Regions from separate parts of the Mus musculus genome. Here region 1 is linked to region 2. The links are chromatin contacts, called in public promoter capture Hi-C maps. All regions are on one chromosome and are shown on one strand. Each heading gives the region's core, a stretch centred on a gene start, on an enhancer-like site or on the middle of the called end of the contact. The rest is flanking DNA. Distances are from core to core; before and after follow the strand shown.

What was found. Promoter capture Hi-C pulls out the DNA fragments that hold promoters and counts their contacts.
Region 1: a promoter capture Hi-C map of hippocampal neurons shows a contact between it and region 2, with 3 times the contacts expected there. The contact joins the promoter of Rgl2 here to the promoter of Abcf1 in region 2. A contact is called at or near these places in 2 of 39 promoter capture datasets (hippocampal neurons and liver) and 1 of 115 datasets of contacts at active chromatin or transcription factors (embryonic forebrain).

The regions. Positions count from the first base shown.
Region 1 is chr17:33,927,394-33,931,485 of GRCm38.p6, reverse strand. Rgl2 (ral guanine nucleotide dissociation stimulator-like 2) reads right to left here and starts at 1,592. Exons shown (of 18, transcript NM_009059.2): 1 at 1,442-1,592; 2 at 1,045-1,241. The coding sequence starts at 1,200. It overlaps Tapbp (TAP binding protein), which reads right to left. Exons shown (of 8, transcript NM_009318.2): 8 at 2,196-3,346. The coding sequence ends at 3,335.
Region 2 is chr17:35,968,333-35,972,259 of GRCm38.p6, reverse strand. It overlaps Abcf1 (ATP-binding cassette, sub-family F (GCN20), member 1), which reads left to right and starts at 2,510. Exons shown (of 23, transcript NM_013854.1): 1 at 2,510-2,614. The coding sequence starts at 2,542. Gm32655 (a long non-coding RNA gene) reads right to left here and starts at 2,475. Exons shown (of 2, transcript XR_385568.4): 1 at 2,255-2,475.

The DNA of each region.
Region 1 (4,092 bases), core at 343-2,842, 2.0 Mb after region 2:
TGCAGGAACCCCTCTTCTGGCCACCTCCAACCCCCCTTGTCCCACAGCTGAGCCCAACGCAGAAAAGCAGGGCGCAAAGTCAGGAGCAGAGCGCGCCCGAAGAGGCACAAAGCCAAAGGAAGAGAGACCTGAAGCAGAGAGAAGCTGAAACTTCACAAGGCCCGCCCTCCCTGACAGAACCAGAGGAGCCCAAATTTAGTCCTTCCGCAGAGACTCCTTTTCCCCAGGTCCCCAATACAGCTTCCACTTAATCTCAGCACTGGGGACCCCCTGAAGGTGGCGGCTCCAATCCCAGTTACAAGAAGGGGAAGTAAGGATGATGGGGGGGGGGGGCGGTAGACTCAGAGTCATGTGGCCCTAGCCCCTCCCCCGACCGATCCCGAAAAACCAGCCTTGCTAGTCACCCTAACTTTACCAATGTCGGGGCCCAGGAGTCTGGATCCTCGGGCTCCGAATCTAACTTCTGGACCCTCCTGAATCCCTAAATCTTGCTGCGGACTACATCCTATCAGTCTCTTTGGACGAAGATGACCACGCTCTACCTATCCCGGGATCATCTCTCCAGGTGCCGGAACCTCTTGGCTTGCTGCCCTCTATTGAGCACCAGGGGGTGGGGGAAGAGGCGGCGAAATCTGAGGGTTCCCTCCCCAATCCTAGAGTCTGAGGAGCTGGTTACTGTGGAAACAAACCCCTCCCAGCCAAACAAAAAACGAGGAGGGAGACAGGGACCAAGATACAACTGCCCAGTGGCACCCGTCTAAGCAGGTATGGGCAAAGAGGGCCTGAGCCCCGCAGGCACAGTCAGCCCGTCTGCCAGCCAGCCATTCTGGTTCCGGCAGGTTCCTACGGGCAGGTTCCGAGCAGACAGACAGGGCGAACTTCATAGACACCAGGACCCGCAGCCAGGGGACAGATATCCAGAGAGAGTGTGGCGGGCGGGATGCGAGTGAGGCGGGGAGGAAGAGACCGAGGGACCCAGAGACACCGAAAGGAGGAGAGTCTCAGAAATATTTAATGCCCTGCCTCCCGCCACCCGCGTCTCACCTCTTCTTCTTCCTCATCCTCTTCCTCCTGCCCCCCGCCCACGGCCCGGCCACCTGGGTCCCCACCCTCTTCGGGGTCCCGGCTCCGGAAGCTGCTCAGCACGACTCCCCCGGGGGGGGTCGTGTCCAAAAGCAGCCGCAGGGGCCGCGGGAGCATGGCCGAGAGAAGCAATCAGCGGGGTCGGGCCATGGGGGCGCCTGGGGAGAGACGGGTGGGATTGGGTGGAGTCAGACGGGCGTGGGGGAGACGGACAAGAAGGGACCTAGGTGGGAGTCCCTGAGGAAGGCTGGGGGAGGGAGATACGGGAGTGGGGAAACCCAAGCCCTCGGTGCTTGCTTGGGACTTGGGGGCTAACTAGTGCGGAATGGGCAGGGTCACCCGGTGCTCCGGCTCTGACCTGCTCGGGAAGGGCGAGGGCTGCGCGCGGGTCCCGGGCCTCTGTTCTTGTCGGTCTCTGGCCCTCTACCGAGTCCCCTCCCCGGCTTTTCCGCGATGCCCCCCTCCTGCACCCCGCCGGGCTCCCGGGCCCTCCCGCCCTTTCCGCTTCCCCCCTCCCCGCGTCCGCCCGACAGCAGGAGCCAAAAAGGGAAGGAAGTGAGGACAGGAGCCAGGGAGAGCGACTAGGGGAGTGCTGGACGCCAGGGGCTGGGACGCAGGCTGCAGGTGCACTACTCCGCTGTCCCTTGCAGCCCCACTCGGTGGCTCTGAAGCCCGCGTCTCGCAGCAGACACGCTGGAGACCAGGGTCCTGTCTCAAGCCTCCACAGGAAGGCAAACACGGAATTTTAAGTCACTTTTTCTAACCAGAGCGGCGCTGCAACTGCCGAGGAAAGTGCCCTAGCAGTGGCGCGACCCCGTTACTGCAGCTCGAGAATGACACTGCCGCCCCGGCACGAGTGCAACGGAGCGAATCCGCGCCGGGTTTTCTGTGCCGCCCTTATGCCCGCCCACTCGCGGGGAGGGGGCGGAAGCCGGCTAGTGCGGCGCTTCCGGTTCCACTCGGGTCCGTCGCTCCGGGCGTCCGGCTCTCACCGTGCGCCCGAGCGCGCGCGGTTCCCACGGTGGCTATGTCGTCTCCCGGGTGCGAGACGAGGACCGGGAGGTGACCGAGGTTGGCTGTGCTTGGAAACGGGAGAATGAGAGGCCCGCATGGAAACTCGGAAAGACTTTATTAGCTCACGAGGACCGGCGAACAGGAGAGGACGAACCACACGGGGACATTCGTAAAGGGCCGAGACCCACCAGGCCCGGAGATGGTAAAGGTGGACCAGGCAAAAGAAAAGCTGTGGTAGGAATGGAGAGCTGGAGAGGTAGGCTTTAGTCCGCGAGGGAGACACATGGACCTTTCCGTCTCTAGACTACTGCTGTGGGCTGTCCCTGAGGTCTCTAGAATCTTAAGATGCTATGAAGACCTTTCGTCCTAATCCCCTGGCCAGTGGTTCTCAACCTTCTTAACATTAACGCAGTTCAAGTTGTAAAATTATTTTCTTTGCTACTTCGTAACTGCCTTTACTACTGTTGTGAATCCTAATGTCTGGTATTTCCGATGGACTTAAAGGGGGTTGTGAGCCACAGGTTATGAACCCGCCTCTCTGGCGCATACACTGGTTCTTCTCAACCCTGGGACTCTACGCATGTGTGTTCTTATATTTAGTTCTCTCAACAAAGCCCCGCCAAGTAACCCCGACTGACCTGAAACTCCCTATTTGTAGATCAGGCTGGCATGGAAATGTCAGAGATCCACTGCCTCTGCCTCCCGACTGTGGGCATCAAATGAGTGTGGCGCTAAGTCTCGCTTTTTTCTCATCTTAAAAGTTTAGTTCGAGTCCAGCGGTGGTGGCGCACGCCTTTAATCCCAGCACCTGGGAGGCAGAGGCAGGCGGATTTCTGAGTTCGAGGCCAGCCTGGTCTACAGAGTGAGTTCCAGGACAGCCGGGACTATACAGAGAAATCCTGTCTCCAAAAACCAAAAAAAAAAAAGACCTCTAGGCATGGTGTCCAGTGCCGTTTGTCACTCCGAGGCAGAGGGACAGGTGGATCTCTGGGACTTCGAGGCCAGCCTGGTTGGCTTGGTGAGGGTTCAGGACAGCCAGCCAAGGCTACATAGAGAGACCTTGTCTAAAAACAAGAACAAAACAAGAAAGATTGAAACAAACAAAAAAACCTTAAAAAAAAAAATCCGAGCTATTCAATGGAGGGAGAAGAAGAGAAGAAGGCTGTTGTTCTGGGGCAGGGGCTACTGGAGTCATCTGGGCCAGAGATGAGGGTGGCTTCCACAGACGAGAACTTCTTTACTGTGACTTCTGCAAGAGAAGAAAGAAGTGGGGAATTGGAAGTGTTGGGAGGGAAGTGAGTTTCTCCCAGTTAATGTAGAAACATTCTCACAGTTACAGGCGTGGGAGCAGGCTGGGGCTGTCATTTCCCACCGGCCAGACATGGTCATGAGTGTCCTCGCTCCTGAGTCTTCCAGAAGACCCAGTGGGTCAGCTGAGAATCCAAGCAAACCCCACCCCTGGGCTGTGCTCTGAGCTTTGGAAGTCCTTATGTTGTCTACATGTTTACATTGCCTGGATAGGTCAGAGCCGGACTTGGCCACTGCCGCACAGTGGTCTCCCAGGCCACTCCCTGTCACACTTTAGGAGCCTTTCCCTCCATACAGTCTCTTTGCTGCCTATTCTCATGCTTTGATGGTATCCCACTTTACCCTGTAATAAATTCTGATTGTCTTCTGCACTTTAAAAACTTATGCTGGGAGACACTCAGCAGGCAGACTCAATCACTGGTCTGAGTTTGATCCAGGATCGTACAAGGTTGTAGGAGAAAACTGGTCCCAAGAGTTGTCCTCTGACATCCAACCTTATGTGTGGTAACACACCACACACATTCATATGCACACATAGGGGAAAATCTTTAAGAGGAAGAAAGACGGGCTAGTGGGGTAGCCCAGGGGGTAAAGGTACTTGCCGTTCTGAGTGTGATCCCCAAGACCCATGGGGTAGAAGGAGAAAACCAAGTCCCACAAATTGTTTTTTGACCCCCACATGTCTGC
Region 2 (3,927 bases), core at 1,261-3,760:
TTGGACATGCCTGTCTACTCAGGCTGGGAAACAGACTTAGAAATGGAGATTTTTTGAAAAGTTTTTAGGGGCTGGCTCAGTGGGTAAGAGCACCCAACTGCTCTTCCAAATGTCCAGAGTTCAAATCCCAGCAACCACATGGTGGCTCACAACCATCCGTAACAAGATCTGATGCCCTCTTCTGGAGTGTCTGAAGACAGCTACAGTGTACTTACATATAATAAATAAATAAATCTTTTAAAAAAAAAAAGTTTTTGGCCGGGCCATGGTGGCGCAAGTCTTTAATCCAAGCACTTGGGAGGCAGAGGCAGGTAGATTTCTGAGTCCCAGGACAGCCAGGGCTACACAGAGAAACCCTGTCTCGGGGGGAAAAAAAAAAAAAAGTTTTCAGATTTATTTACTACATGAATATTTTGCCTCCCTGTATATATGCGTACTGTGTGTGCCTGCTACCTCTGGAGGTCAGAAGAATGCATCAGAGTCACTGGGTTGTTGTGAGCCACCATGTGGGTTATGTATAGCAGCAACATGTGCTCTTACACACTGAGCCATGTCTCCAGAAATGGAGACTTTCTATGCTTCGACAGTAGCATAGGCTCTCATAGTGAAGTTGAAGAAAAGCAAATGTTTAGAAACAGTCAAAATGAAAGCATTTGGGTCAGAGAGAGCTCTGTTTTAAAAGCATTTGCTCTTGAAGAGCCTGAGTTTGCTATCCAGGACACAGGGCAGCTTACAGCTGCTTGTGACTCCAGTGCTTGGGTTTTTGGGGACCTCTTTTGCCCTCCTGGGGCACCAGGCACTTACCCAGTGCACATAAGCCAGCAAACCTTTAGAAGTAATTTTTTTAAAAAAGACTTTCAAAGATTAAGCTCCCATGTATATCGAAGTTAGAACCCCAGGGGCAGAGGCACCAGCATAAGATGGAGGAAGAGCAGTCCACTGGAGAAAAAGTCTGTGGAGAAATGGAGGGAAAGTGACCACCTATGTCAGATGTGTTAGGACATGGCTTCTGATCTGGTTATCCTGGAAAATGAATTGGGACAGAAGCATCATGAGAGCTGGGAATGTAGTTCAGTGGGTAGGACATTTGCCTAGTATGTGTGACACTGCCTTAGGTTCCATTCTTGGACCATATAAATAAACCAGGCACATTAACACAGGTGTGTAATCTCAGAGCTCAGGAGGGAGACAAGAAAATGGGAAATTGAGTATCATTGGCTACTTAGAGGACTTGAGGCAAGACTGGACTACATAAGGAAAAGAAGAGCATGACTGAAGACAGGAGCTGCCCCAGGTGTGGAAACCCTCATCCAAACCCCCATGCCTGTCAGTCATTAGCGTTAAAGCCAGCCATCTCTTGATTGTGGTTTGAAAGGTATATGCTTCCTGGGAGGCAGAGGCAGGTAGATCTCTGAATTCATGGCCAGCCTGGTCTACACAATGATTTCCAAGACAGCCAGGGCTACCCAGAGAAACCCTGTCTCAAAAAAAAGGGGGGGGGGGCTTGTTTGTCAAAACTTACAACTGCTCATTGCTTGCCATTTTATGTGCAATTACAGTAGGTCAATTAGGACAAAATTATCACACACACACAAAACTCCAGGTTCCATTGCATAATAGTTATTGGGGTGGAGTTCCTTGGTTATATCTGTACACCTGGATATTTATTGACATGTCAACCAAGGGCGAGTAAGGTTACACTTTCCTAAGCCGACTGGCTGTGGTGTCTTTAAATACAGTTTACAGTACGTAGGATTAGAAAAAAATAGGATTAGAAGTAGTGAAGAATGACTGAAGAGGTGTACTGTTTTAAATAAAGTGGCCAGTCAGGCATAATAGTACAGACTTGTAATCCTGGCTCTCCCAGAGGCAGAAAAGCAGGCGGAATTCTAGGAGTTCCAGGCCAACCAAGACTACATTGTGAGTTTCAGAGCAGCCTAAGACTACACAGTGAGTCCCTGGTTAAACAACAAAAAGGATTCAGAACAGGGTGTGTCGACAAACCTCAGCACTCCTACCAGGCAGTGGTGGCGCACACCTTATTAATCCCAGCACTTAGGAGGCAGGGGCAGGCGGATTTCTGAGTTAGAGGCCAGCCAGTGTTACACAGAGAACCTTGTCTGCAAAACAAAACAAAACTCAGCACTCCGGAGCCAAAGGCAAACGCCTCTCTGGGTTGGAGGTCAACCTCAGCTACACAGCGAGTTCCAGACACCAGCTAGGATGACACAATCAGATGTCTACTTCTGCCTACCTGGAAATTACCATGTCCTTCTTTGAGTGTCACCGCGTCGCAGCATCAGCTGCTTAGGCGTTGGGACGGTCATGACGCGCTGCCCACTCCAGTCAAGTAGGTGACGTCTCTGGCCACACCCCCAAAGCCGCAATGCCGCCACGCCCCTTTGCCCCACGTGTCTGCGCAGCAGACCCTCCGCGGGTCGGGGCGGAGCCTACATGGAGAGCCCGCCCACTGGCCGGCCCACATCGCCGGAAGCGGAAACGGCGCCGGGCGCCGCTGGAGGACTCTTAACTGCCGCCGCGATGCCGAAGGGTCCCAAGCAACAGCCGCCCGAGCCCGAGTGGATCGGGGACGGCGAGGGCACGAGCCCCGCGGGTGAGTGGGGAAGGAGGCAGGAGTGGCGGGGACGGCGGCGGCCTCCATGGAGCGTGGGTCCTGCGCATGTGCGCCGGGGCAGAGGCCGCGTGCCCCGGGCCGTCCTAGAGCCCAGAGAGGCGGACGGGAGACGGGAAGACCATATGTCACCGAGGGAGGGACGGCAGGACAGGAACTAGAATTGTTGACTTCTTTCCTACCGCGGTGAGGGAGCGTGCCTTGAATCGTGTGGTGCGCTCCCAACTGCACTTGCCTCCCTCCCAGAGAACAACAGCTCCTTCGTGGACTCCAAAGGCTCGGTCCCGCTGGACTGCACTAGGTGCTGTCTTTATGTCAAGGGCTAGGATCAAGGTTTACTTTAATACTCATGCGATGTGCTTTGTGCGTGGTATAAAGGTCTCTTTTTTTTAAGACGTTCTCTCAGCCAAGCCTTGGGGGAACACGCCTTTGATCCCAGCATCAGGAAGCCGAGGAAGGCGGATCTAAGTGAGTTCGAGGCCAGCCTGGTCTACAAGGCGAGTTCCCTGACAGCGAGGCCTACACAGAGAAGCCCTGCCTCGAAGAAAACAAGATCACTCTACATAGCCCTAGCTGTCCCAGAACTCACTCAGTAGACCATGCTACCCTCCAAGGCACAGAAATCTGCTTGCTTCTGCTTCCCAGGTGCTGGGATTAAAGGTGTGTGCCAGGATAGATTTAGGAACACTAGGCTCTGGCAGTGACTTTTGTAAGAAGTGTCAAAGAAATAGTAAGGAAGTGAAGACTGAAGAGTTGCTGTCAATCAAGTGCCTGGTGCAGAACTAAAGACTGGGCAGATAAAAGGGTACAGAAGGATGTCACTCTATTAATCAAAGTGCAGTTTAAGGAGTGGGTAGTGAGCTGGGCAGTGGTGGTGCACGCACGCCTTTAATCCAAGCACTTGGAAGGCAGAGGCAGGCAGATTTCTGAGTTCCAGGACAGCCAGGGCTACACAGAGACACCCTATCTCGAAAAAGAAAACAAAACAAAATAAGAGAGTGGGTAGTGGACCATTAGTAGGTAGTAGTGCTTGAGAAATACCTTTAATTAAAAGGTGTTTTGTTCTTTGAGGTGGGATTTCACTATGCAGCCTGACTAGTCTGGGACTCACTATGTAGATCAGGCTGGCCTGGAACTCATAAAGATCCATGTGAGTCTGCCAATTGAATGTTGGTGTTACAGATGTGCACCAACATTCCTAGCTGGAAAGAAAACAAACAAACAAAAAATTAGTATTTTATGTGTATGGGTGCTTTGCCTTTGTACTGCACACATTCAGTGCCTTTGAAAGTCAG